2 separate regions of the Sus scrofa genome follow, and region 1 is linked to region 2. The links are chromatin contacts, called in public Hi-C maps. All regions are on one chromosome and are shown on one strand. The core of a region is the stretch at or near the end of the contact, and the rest is flanking DNA. Distances in the headings are between cores, read along the strand shown.

The links. Hi-C and Micro-C count contacts between places; a contact is called where the count stands out from the background.
Region 1: a contact with region 2 is called in a Hi-C map of liver, with 2.4 times the contacts expected there. The contact joins two enhancer-like sites. A contact is called at or near these places in 5 of 47 Hi-C or Micro-C datasets (fetal heart ventricle, fetal skeletal muscle, liver and 1 more) and 1 of 2 datasets of contacts at active chromatin or transcription factors (skeletal muscle).

What each region holds. Positions count from the first base shown.
Region 1 is chr1:208,200,531-208,206,128 of Sscrofa11.1, reverse strand. All of the region lies in intron 2 of NFIB (nuclear factor 1 B-type), which reads right to left. Among named protein-coding and RNA genes, the nearest start is that of NFIB, 21 kb to the right of the region's middle. Within about 2 kb of position 2,153, at least 2 of the 83 cell types and tissues checked have an H3K27ac peak or open chromatin away from gene starts, as enhancers often do. A contact at or near this core is called in liver, where this site is marked.
Region 2 is chr1:208,294,073-208,299,915 of Sscrofa11.1, reverse strand. The region is part of intron 2 of NFIB (nuclear factor 1 B-type); the gene reads right to left. Among named protein-coding and RNA genes, the nearest start is that of NFIB, 110 kb to the right of the region's middle. Within about 2 kb of position 2,930, at least 35 of the 83 cell types and tissues checked have an H3K27ac peak or open chromatin away from gene starts, as enhancers often do. A contact at or near this core is called in liver, where this site is marked.

The sequences.
Region 1 (5,598 bases), core at 904-3,403, 93 kb after region 2:
ACAGTGTCAAGCACCTCACAAGCATTTTTTCATTTCACCCTCACAAATAAAGTAGGTACCCACCATAGAGCTCAAAAAATTGAATCCTAGAAAATATAACTAATCTACCTAATCACAAAATGAATAATAGTAAAACAAACATTTAAAGCCACAGCTTGATTCTATAATATGCTCTATTGCTAATATAGATACTATATATTTCATGTGGTGGTTTTTTGCTTTTTGGTTTTTTTTTTTTTTTTACTAATTCTTGAAACTTAAAGTACATATAAGGTGGGGATGACACTTCCTATACTTCTACAGTGACCAGTCACCAGTGGAGATACAAAAGAAAACAAGTCTCAGTAAAAATTGGATTTTCCTAGGTTGAGGAACTTCCCTTGAATTATCATAATAACAGTCGTCAGATTTGTCCCCCATGTTCTACATTCAGTTTAAGTAATTTATATTCATTCATTCATCGACTACTTATTATATATTTTATAGTATGTCCCCATAATATTTCCTCTGGTTTTAGTGTCTTGCACTTAGATAATACCCAACTTTTATTTATCTATCTTTCCATCTCCAACTATGCTTTTAAAACATACTTTCATATTTAGAATGGATAAGCAAAGAGGTCCTACAATGTAAAACAGAGAACTATATCCAGTCTCTTGGGATAGACCATATTGGAAGATAATATGAGAAAAAAGAATATATATATATATATGTATGGCTGGGTCACTATGCTGTACAGCAGAAATCGACCTAACACTGTACATCGACTATCTCCTAATAAAAAAATAAATTAAAAAATACTTTCAAGCTTTCTTCATAAAATATCAAACTAGAAGTTAGCTAATAAAGGTAGCTGATATTAAACTTTTTCAAACTGCTCATATCTCAGCTTTAAAAATTACTAATCTCTGCTGTATTTAGGGTTACCAGGATACATATATAAGCATATCACAGGACAGTCCTATAACATAATTTACAGATAAATCTCATGTTATAAAGAATTCTTACCTTGGCAAAAGGATTCATTGTATGGTTCCTTTTAAAATTGAATTCCCCTTGTGAATTTAGTATGTTTTGTTTCTAAAATTAAACTAGGAAAAAATTCTTAGAAACATCTCTTAAACAAAAGAAGGCATATGGATATTTATTTTAAATTGAGGGGAAAGGGATTTCCCATTGTGTGGCAGCAGAAACAAAACCAACTAGTATCCATGAGGACGCAGGTTCAATCCCTGGCCTCGCTCAGTGGGTTAAGGGTCCGGCGTTGACATGAGCTGTGGTGTAGGTTGCAGATGCTGCTCAGATCCCACATTGCTGTGGCTGTGGCATAGGCTGGCAGCTGCAGCTCCAATTCGACCAAAGCCTGGGAACTTCCACATGCCTTGGTTGTGGCCTTAAAAAAGCAAAATAAATAAATAAATGAATGAACTGAGGGGGGAAAAAAACAGTTTTTAAAACTAAGATGAGAGAGATACACCACCCAAAGGAAAATGGAGATGAAGTAATTATCCAGCTAATCTGAAAACTGGAGACATCCAGGAAGCAGAACTTAAACCAACTCCTCTTAACCAGCTCCCATCTTTCCTTCCAACATCTGGCTTTCAAAAAAGGTTTTTCTTACAACCGGTCTCAAACATGACCTTTAATGTTAATGGAAATCTGGGAGTACATTTTTCATGGATCGTTTCTGTTTTCCAATCACTATCAAATCCATATTAGGTGATCATAATTTAAAAGAGTATTTTTTCCACCCACTGAAAAAGAGAGACAGTTATTCTCATGAAGACCATGGCTGTGGACTGACTTCATTAGAATATATCCTATGAAAAACTATTAAAAAAAAAAAAAAAGATGGGTCTCTTGAATCAATTAGTTGATTCCAATAAGTTACAAACGATAGTACATGTTCTTTTAATCATGATTTTTCTCTATGTACCTAAAAAAAATTGCCATGTTCAAAAATAGCACTTTTGTTATTTATGCTTATTTATGCCCATGTAACAGTAAATCTAACACAAATAACCAAAGTGGCTTTGGGCTGCTCTTAGACTCAGTACCCACAGCTGTAAAGTGAGAAGGTCTCCAGAGATCATTCCAGCTTTAAAATTCTAGGAGGTAAAGACCTCTTTCTTTAAAAAGCAAGCTTTTTATCTAGATTGAACCCAAATGATTCGACTACTGGACTTTGAATTGAGCAACACGAAAGTGTTACTCAAGAGTCAAGTTACACATTTTCTATTTCTCATTAATAAATAAAACATATTAAAATACAAAATTTAACAAGATCCGGCTAAACTTCATTAAATATTGCTTACGGGGAAGAAGATTTCCCACCCTCCCAACCAGGGAAAGCAGAAGCCAAATTCCTAAAATGCCAGAGCTAAGAGGGACAGCAGAGGTCTTCAGCTAACGCAGTCACTTGACAGATAAAGAAACTGAGTCACTGAGAGGCCCCCATGCTCGCAAAAGGGTGAGCTACCAATTTTCTTCTCTTCCACTTCTGTATGCTGCTTCAATCACTATGTGGCATAGAGCGAAATGCTACATCAGTAAACAAAGGAATAGAAGAAAGTAATTCCATTACCAGGTCACTAAATAATTTAGAGCCTAATTTTTTTTTTTTTAATGCAAAGACCTTATGTTCAGAAACTTACAGTTCAAAGTACATTAAGTAAAACCATGTCCATATGCAGATATGTCTTCTCCCATAGGCATCTTAAGAAATAGCAAAGAAAAAAATAATTTATCATCAGCTCCTAGAAAACAAAAACTGAAATTAAAAGAAAGAATGGAGTAAATCTAAATTGTATATTTTCATTCCTTCTAAAAGGATTAAATAACAGAATTCTAAATGGTTTGTTTGTACTTTCCATGCAATATGTAGATTAACCATGAAATTCTGTTTGGGACACTTTGACATCTGTTTTCAGTGCATTACAATGAAATCTGGGGACTTGATACATACATTTGCTGTAATAAAACTGTCACTAATCAGTGTTTTCCAAAATATTGCCCATAACTATTACTATTCAGTAGTCTCATTTGCATGATCTAATATTGTTGCTACATCATGTTTTTTCCTGACAATGTGTTAGCTGGTCCCAGGCACATGGTCTAAAATGGCTGCAAACCACTCAGTAAGCCCAGCACTTCCATGGTACTCTGTACATACACATGCAATCTGCCTCAGAATTGAACTAGTACTTCATCCTACACCACATCTTTTCCCTGTAACTGGAATACACAAGGTTGAATTCACATCCCTGGGTGGGAAAAACTCAACAACAATAAAAAAGCCCACATCAAGGAGGAAATTATGCCTCAAGGAGCTCCCACCACAGAAGATGTAAACACAATCCTAATTCAGAAGTCCCTTAAACAAATCTGTAAAAATATTGTTTGAATAGTGAATGCAGAGTCTATCCTTAACTTAAATAACTGCTATGAAATATAGAAAAAGACTGGATGAGACTTTAAAATTGAGTCTACTTCCTTTTTTTCTAGGATTAATAAATAGCTGTATCAGTACAGGTACCAAGCAAGAAACACCAGCTCACAAGGTGTCAACATACCTTCTGGATATTAGATTGCACAAATGTTTCCATTTCATACTGCAAATATCTGCTATGTCACGTACAAAACTTAGATCTCAGGAGAAAGTAATTCTGAGAGCTCAAACTTTACCAAAAAACATAAACTTATGAAAAACAATTTGTCTACCTAGGCCGATTCAAAATGAATTCCATGTTTTATCAGTACTTGGAATCATATTCATATTGCCTTAACAGTCCAATATAATTTCATTTTGTCCTCCTATGAACTCATCTTAAACCTGAAATATGTTTCTCCATACACATGTTTTATATTATACAAATGCTGGATACAAAAAGCAGATTAATTGTAGGCTGTGTTTGTTAGTACTAAGAAGTCATTTCAAATGTTCCAAAAGGGATTAATGTAGTATAACAAGTCTGTTTAATTATTCTAAGACCAGTGATCCTCATATTACTGTAAGCAGCTTTTCCCTTATTTAGAGACTGTAAATAGAACAGATATTGTTACATGATAACTATAAGTCATAACCAAAAAAATTAATGCTTTACCATCAGGAAATTTAAAGAAATATGTTAGCATCTCCAAGAGACTATGAAAGGAAACCAGTATTTAATAACCTTGCATGCATCCCCATTTCAGGTCAATATCAAGTTTAAATCAAAAATGCAAACAAAGCTTTTCAAGTGTATTAGCAAGACAAAATAGCAAATCCTTCTACCATCAAGAGCAATCCAGTTTACATATGTTTAAAATGTTGGATGCACATTTTAATGTATTAAATAAAATACATGCTTCTTGTTTTTTGTGTATCTCATGAACAGAATGGCAATTAAAAACCAAGTAGGTTCTCAAAAAGAAAAGGCATGACGTAGATTATTAAAAATTATGTGCCAGAATCTAAGCAAGCTAATCAATGTTCCAATTCTACTTTCAGCACACCCTAGTTACCCTTTAACAGATGAACAAACAGTGAGATAACTTTTCCTATTAACTCCTGGCTAAAACCTCTAAGTATTATTATAAAATGCTTCGTAGAGAAATATGATTTTTTTTTTCTTTGCACTGCATCAGTGTGACATGTGATTTAAGGTATCTCCTTTGCAGAGACTGTGGATACAGGCTAATCTGTCCACATTTCAAACCTGTTGCCCAAAGCTAGTGAGAGGAACAACCCACTGGCTATGGACAAGAAGCACCATGACTCATTCCCCAAGGATCTGGCCCCACAAAAGAGGCTTCTGGACCACCTGGATCTAAACAGCCAGGGCTGCTAAACTCTAACACGAATCCCGAACTAGTTTGGAAAGAAGAAGCACATGTTTTAACCATTTTCCATTTGGCTTTTAGTTGTTCTTTGACAAAGTATAACCACTTTAAATAAGAAATATTAACTTCTTTTCCTGTAAAAATTATTTAATTAATTTTCTTAACACCAAAAACAGGATGAGAGGGAAAGAGTGACTTATAAAGGGGAAGATTTAAGTGGCAATAAGGTCAAAACAATTCATGTAACTAATGAAACACATTAAATTTCAATCCAACCAGGGATCTCTTTAAATTAAAACACTTTCAGACTTAAGAGCCAAAAAACCAGCAGCTTGCTCTTCAAGAACCATCCAGTCCATATTATCACCACTTCTGTCCAACCAAATCTAAAATATAAGTATAGTTCTCCCAAATGTGGGCAATTTATTTTATTTTATTTTTTTTGTAAATAAGCATCTTATGTTCTTACTAGAATGTGATAAACTACAAGCATTTCCTAAGACACCCTTCTTCTGACACCAAAGCTATTTACTCAACGAAAGACTAATAAATCTATTTTATTCCTTCCAGCTACTCCTAGATTGATCAGGAAATTAATTCTCTGGTAAATTTGATATAAAGGTAACTCCAGATATAAAGGCCTGCAAAAACTGTACAGTAATTCTAATTTAAGTAGCTCCAAAAACTATACCCAACTAGCTAAACGTCATGTGCCAACTAACAAGTATCAAGATACATCATTCATTGTCTCTTCGGAATATCCTATCACCTGAGATA
Region 2 (5,843 bases), core at 1,681-4,180:
CAGGAAGCACACCATTTCAATCCTTAAAACACTTTGATAGCTCATGACTGCCCATAACAATCTATGACATCCTTAGCACAGCATTGAAAACTGTTCATCATCTGGTCCTAGCCCAGCCGCACTGCTCACTAGGCCATCAGACAACTTCACCTTGCACCTCTTCTTCTATCTAACTTCTCAATGCCTAAGCTCCAACATGCCGGGGAAACTCCTAGAACACGCTGTGCAAGTGCAAGGCTCTATGCCTTTGCCCGCACAGATTCTATCTCAGAAATATCCCTTTTTTCACAGCTAGATGAACTCCTAACTCACCTTCCGAAGGCCTTGAATTTTGTCTATCTTCCTTGAATCTCACTTTCCCCCACCTAAAGAGGCCAACCCCCAGGCCTGCAACACCTTGCTCATATCTCCAATAAAGGCCTTTTAACACTGCCTCCTGGTTGGCGGCTTAGATGCTGCTTCCCTGCACAAGACTGTGACCTCCTTCTATTGTACTCTGTCCTGTATAATTCAGGGAGTTCATTTCAGCTGCAGAAAGGATATTATCTTGGATACACCGTCCATGAAGAAATTGAGACAAAGAGCATTAATTTCCCAAAGAAAAATAAAACAATCCAAAGAAAAGTTTCATAATGACCTACCAATTTATACAGTTAATTAACAGTTAGTATTTAGGATTCCAACTTGTACTTACTAGATTTACCCATTGTTTATTTTAGGGGAAAAAAAAAACAACTTGGGATAGACCGTGATGGAAGATAATATAAGAAAAGGGATATATACATATATATATATATATATATATATATATATATATATATATGTGTGTGTGTGTGTATTCATATATGAATGACTGGGTCGCTCGCTTTCCTGTACAGCAGAAATTAGCACAACATTGTAAATCAACTCTACTTTAACAAAAAGTTTGTTTGTTTGTTTTGCTTTTTAGGGCTTCACCCGTGCCATATGTAAGTTCCCAGGCTAAGAGGTGAATCGGAGCCACAGTTACCAGCCTACGCCACAGTCATAGCAATGCCAAATTGGAGCCGCATCTGTGATCTACAACCACAGCTCCCAGCAACACCTGATCCTACCCACTGAGTGAGGCCAAGGATTGCACCTGCATCCTCGTGGATCCTAGTCGTGTTCATTAACTGCTGAGCCACAAAGGAGACTCCCAATAAAAAGAATTTTTTTAAAAAAACTACCACCAACACAAGATTGAGCACCAAAAGATTCCATGATGCATCATCCTTGGAGCTCAGTCTACAGCAGAGGACAAAACATTTTTTGTCCTTCTCTTCATGCAGCATACAATTTAATCTGTGTTGTGCTTTTATCACTTGCTAACAGGTAAAATAAGCTGCTTAAATTTTACAAATAAACAGTATCCTCAGGTATTATATTTTGAAAATAGAACTGACATGATACACACACACACACACACACACACACACACACACGGATTTAGCTGTGAGACAAACATTTTTTGTTTGATTTTTGTTTTTAAAGAGTAAAACATCTGAGAGAATAAAAGCCATTGCAAATGCCTTGTTTAGCTGTGATGAGCAGAATGCATAAAGGTAATATGATGGCAAAAGAGCTATTGGAGGATAAAAATAACAAGACTATAAAATAATAAGAGTACAACTTCAAAATTCTCTGACCACTATCATCTCTCAGGATGGCTGAAAGGGATCTGGTGATGAGCTTTGGGAGCTGAACAGAAGAATACAACTTCAAATTGAAAATTACTTTATGGTCACACCCCACAGATTGAATGGTGTTGGAGCCAGACTAAACGAGGCACTCAAATGGAGTCCTGAGGGGAAAATATAAGAATGGTTTGCTATTATGAAAATCCACCATTAAGTGGAGAAAAAAAAAAAAAAGATAATTTTTAAAAACCATAAAAACCAGAATCAAGGCAAAGTTTCTAAATGGTAAGACATGAAAATATGAGCTGAATGCCTTCTTTGTCTTTAAAAAATGAAATATCCATACGTTTGGCATGTATATGGTATTCTCTAATTTATCTGAGAAATGTGTAAACACATCTATGCAAAGAGCTATCATGAAATGTGATGTCATATTCCTTATGAAAAAAAAAATTCCCTTTCTCAATGTCAATTAAAACCAAATTTAGCTTTAAAACTCTATGACCTCTACCATTTTTTTTTCTAGGTTAGCTGAAAAGGATCTATTGACTAGCTTTGTGAGCTGAAGAGTTGAATGCTACTTTAGATAGAAAATTATTTCTTTCACTCTATAAGAATAATTATCACGGCGATTACACAATTATTATAATTATATCTGTAAGAACTGTTATTGGGAATTTATCTCTGAAACAGTCTCATGCATTGCAGGGGACATTTATCTTTTTTAATGATCACCAACACAAGTGTCTTTTTGTAGCTATATAAGTGATTCTACCTCTTTCTATTAATATCCTCTCGCAGGCTGAAGAAGCCAAAGGAGACAGCCCCCACAGTTTTCTCCCCTTAAAGCAACTGTTTCCGTCAAGCCGGGCCTGTAGCGGTTTCTGAGACAGAAAGCTTACACTTCCCCTTCATGGCAGCACAACCTTCACCATGTGCTTTCCTATATGCATGGAAACCCCCCAACAAAGCCCCTCCAATCTGTGTTTCATAAACTGTACTCTACGAGAAGTAGCAATAAAGTTTATTACAGACCTAAAGTATCTGCCTAAACCCGGTTAATTGAAAAGTGGGTGGAGAAGGCTGCCAAATTAAATGTTTACATTAGCACAGCTGTATTGTAAAAACATTCTGCCCCCTGTGCTTTGTAATTATAAGATATTTCTGGACTGTGTATCTCTACAAAGTTTATCTCCACTGCCAAGAGTGTCTTGGCACGGAGCGGCTGCAGTTTTTGGCAGCCAGGAGCTCGCAGCGCGGGCAGGATCTAAAATGGCTGCCAAGCGGCCTCGTGAAATGTCGCCGGGCCGGCCCGCCTCGCCTCGCCTCGCCTCGCGCGGAGGCCGGAGGGCGGCGGCCGCCGGGCCTCGGAGCAAGCGCGGAAGCACGTTTCCCACTGCAAGGGGCTCGGTACGACACCCTGCTTCACAAAGCGGCCTGAGACGCGAACGCCAGAGCACCCCGGGGACCCTCCCCGTCGCAAAGGGGCGCCCAGGGGTCTCCCCTGCATTTCACTGAGGCCTAGGCCCAGAGGGCCCTCTCCTCGTGAGAGAAACCCGATCAACTTTGTGGGAAGAAGTAAAATAAGAACGCCCCACTCCGGGGACATGTACTCCAGCAAAAGCATGAGCCAAGCCCACATTTTCCTATTTGCAAGGGCATGATTTTGACCCGGACTTAAAGTCTTTCGCAAAGCATGGGTGTATGCAAAATGAAAACCTCCCAAATAGTTCACGGGCTTCCTTTTCTTTCCTTAAGAGGCTGTGCTTCTCTTACATCATCAGAGTAACACATTTTAAGGAAGGAAAAAAAAAAAAAAAAAGATTTAGACCCTTCTATGGCAAACATCCAGAGCACAAAACCCACTTAATTGTAAAAATCGAGACCAAATCCATGGTGTATGCAAGTTCCAAGGATTGACCAAAAGGAGGGAGGGCAGGGGAGGGAGGGGCTGACTGGAACTCTTAACTGTCCAGGCTGCTCGGAGTAGGAAGGCAAAAAGCCCTTAAATTATAAACTAAAATGCTTCAGAAGGACACCTAGATCTCACAGGATGTGTACTGTCTCTGTCCTGTCTTTTCTCTATTAAAGTCCCAGCTAAAATGCTGTGTCCACAGCTGCCAAATACTACATAATGAGGTCACTGGATTTTTTCTTTTAGGGTGTTCCACAATTGTAAGCTTAGGTTGAGAGACACGGCAGGCCTGGTGTACTATACTTCAATCATTACTAAGCTTCATCTGAATCCAACATTGTCTCTGACCAGAGAAAATTCAGAAGTGAAAGATGAATTCCATAATGCTGACCTGGACCTGTGGCACTCATTACACTCATACTGCTTATTCACTAAATGCCCAGTCTTTCGAGCTTTAATTGTATGTCCACACACAGCACAGCCACACCAATGATTTCCACTTTATTTCTTAAAATCTTCAACATTATAGAATGTCTAATGTCTCTGTAATGGTATATTTTGAATACTGTCTATTCACTAGCACTCACTTGAAATACATACACACACATACCTCTTGGACCTTTGTAAGACAGAACATTTTTTAACCACTGTTAAAAAATTCTGAACAAAAGACATTTAGGGATTTTCAACCCTTGCTTAATTAGTTATCAGGAGGATCAAAGTCCCATAGTTGGAGAACAGCAGGCCACTCTTAACAGACTGGTGAAAAAAGTTGGTATGTTCAGAAAGTATCTCCAGTTTCCTGTAACATATATTTGCTTTTTTTAGGGCCATACCTACAGCATATGGAAGTTCCCAAGCTAAGGGTTGAGTGGAGCAGTAGTCACTGGCCTACGCCACAGCCACAGCCACAGCCACAGCAATGGAAGAATCAGAGGACCAGCACCCCACCCTCCCCATGCCCTCCCCTGTCTGTGACCTACACCACAACTCATAGCATCCCTGGATCCTTAACCCACTGAGTGAGACCAGGAATCGAACTCGTATCCTCATGGATACTAGTCAAGTTCATAACCACTGAGCCACCATGGGAACCCCCTTACTATTATTTTTAAAACTTGAGGTTTGGTTTTTTTGTTGTTTTTTTTTTAACTTTCCTGAGAGTCTATAGTTTGACACTGCCAACTTATTAACTTTCCCTCCTTGAGAGTTCCTAAGTCCTAGAATGACAAACTGTTCAACAAGCAGAGGAATTTAATAAATGTTGATTGATCACTACTCCATGCAGTGACTTTGCTATTATACATAGAAATATGGGATTAAGACAACATATTTGACACAAAAAAAAAGCTAAAAAAAGAGTTTCCAATTTCATTTGTTTCTTTGTTCTTATGTGGGTCATTTTGTGTATAGATTGCCAAGTGGGTATATTCTGTAACCCCAACTAAGATACAAGTTTCTGAAAATCATATACTCTAAGTCTTGCTGAGTATACACAACAGTAAAATACATATAAAATCAATCTCCACCCTGGAAAGGATCCTAGTGAGGACCGATGTAATTAGTTAAGGAAAGCACTAGTGCCTCTTACCTTTGTATGTGTTTAATATGTTCCTATATCTCCTCTTTCTTCAGCAAATATCTTGTGGATAAAGAGCAATAAAGTAACAGTAAGGCTAACAGTGGATGGGCATTTGTTCACATGTCCAAGGGTGCCCTCAATATGACATGTGCATTTCTCATTCTTGAAACAAACACTGAGGGACAGGTATTACTGTTATCCCCATTTTCAGATGAGAAAACTGGCCCAGGACTATTCCACTAACAAGTACAACAGCCAGAAATTAAACTCAAACAAATCTGACTCCAGAGTCCATATAAATTTGCTGTTTTCTTAAATCAGAAGGGTCACCATTAGACAAAAAAGAAAGAGACCAGGTAGATGCTATTCCTCTACGATTACAAGGTTCTTTGGGCAACTTTCCTAATTTTTGGCACATACATTCCAATTTTCTCATCGGAAACCTCCTTTGGGCGGAGGCTGCTGAAGGTGGTGAGTTTATGTTGTGGTTTGGTAATGTGCACAGACTGGGAGAAGGATGAGACCAGAAACCCTTTTTGCCCGTGGCAGGCCACAAATTGAGGACTGAGTCAGTGCATGCAGTTGAAAGGCAAAGGGCCAGCTCAGCGCCGTGATAACATGTGAACATCAGACACCCTCCTCAAAGCCACGACCCTCTTCATTCCCCACAAACCTCCTAATCTCCCAC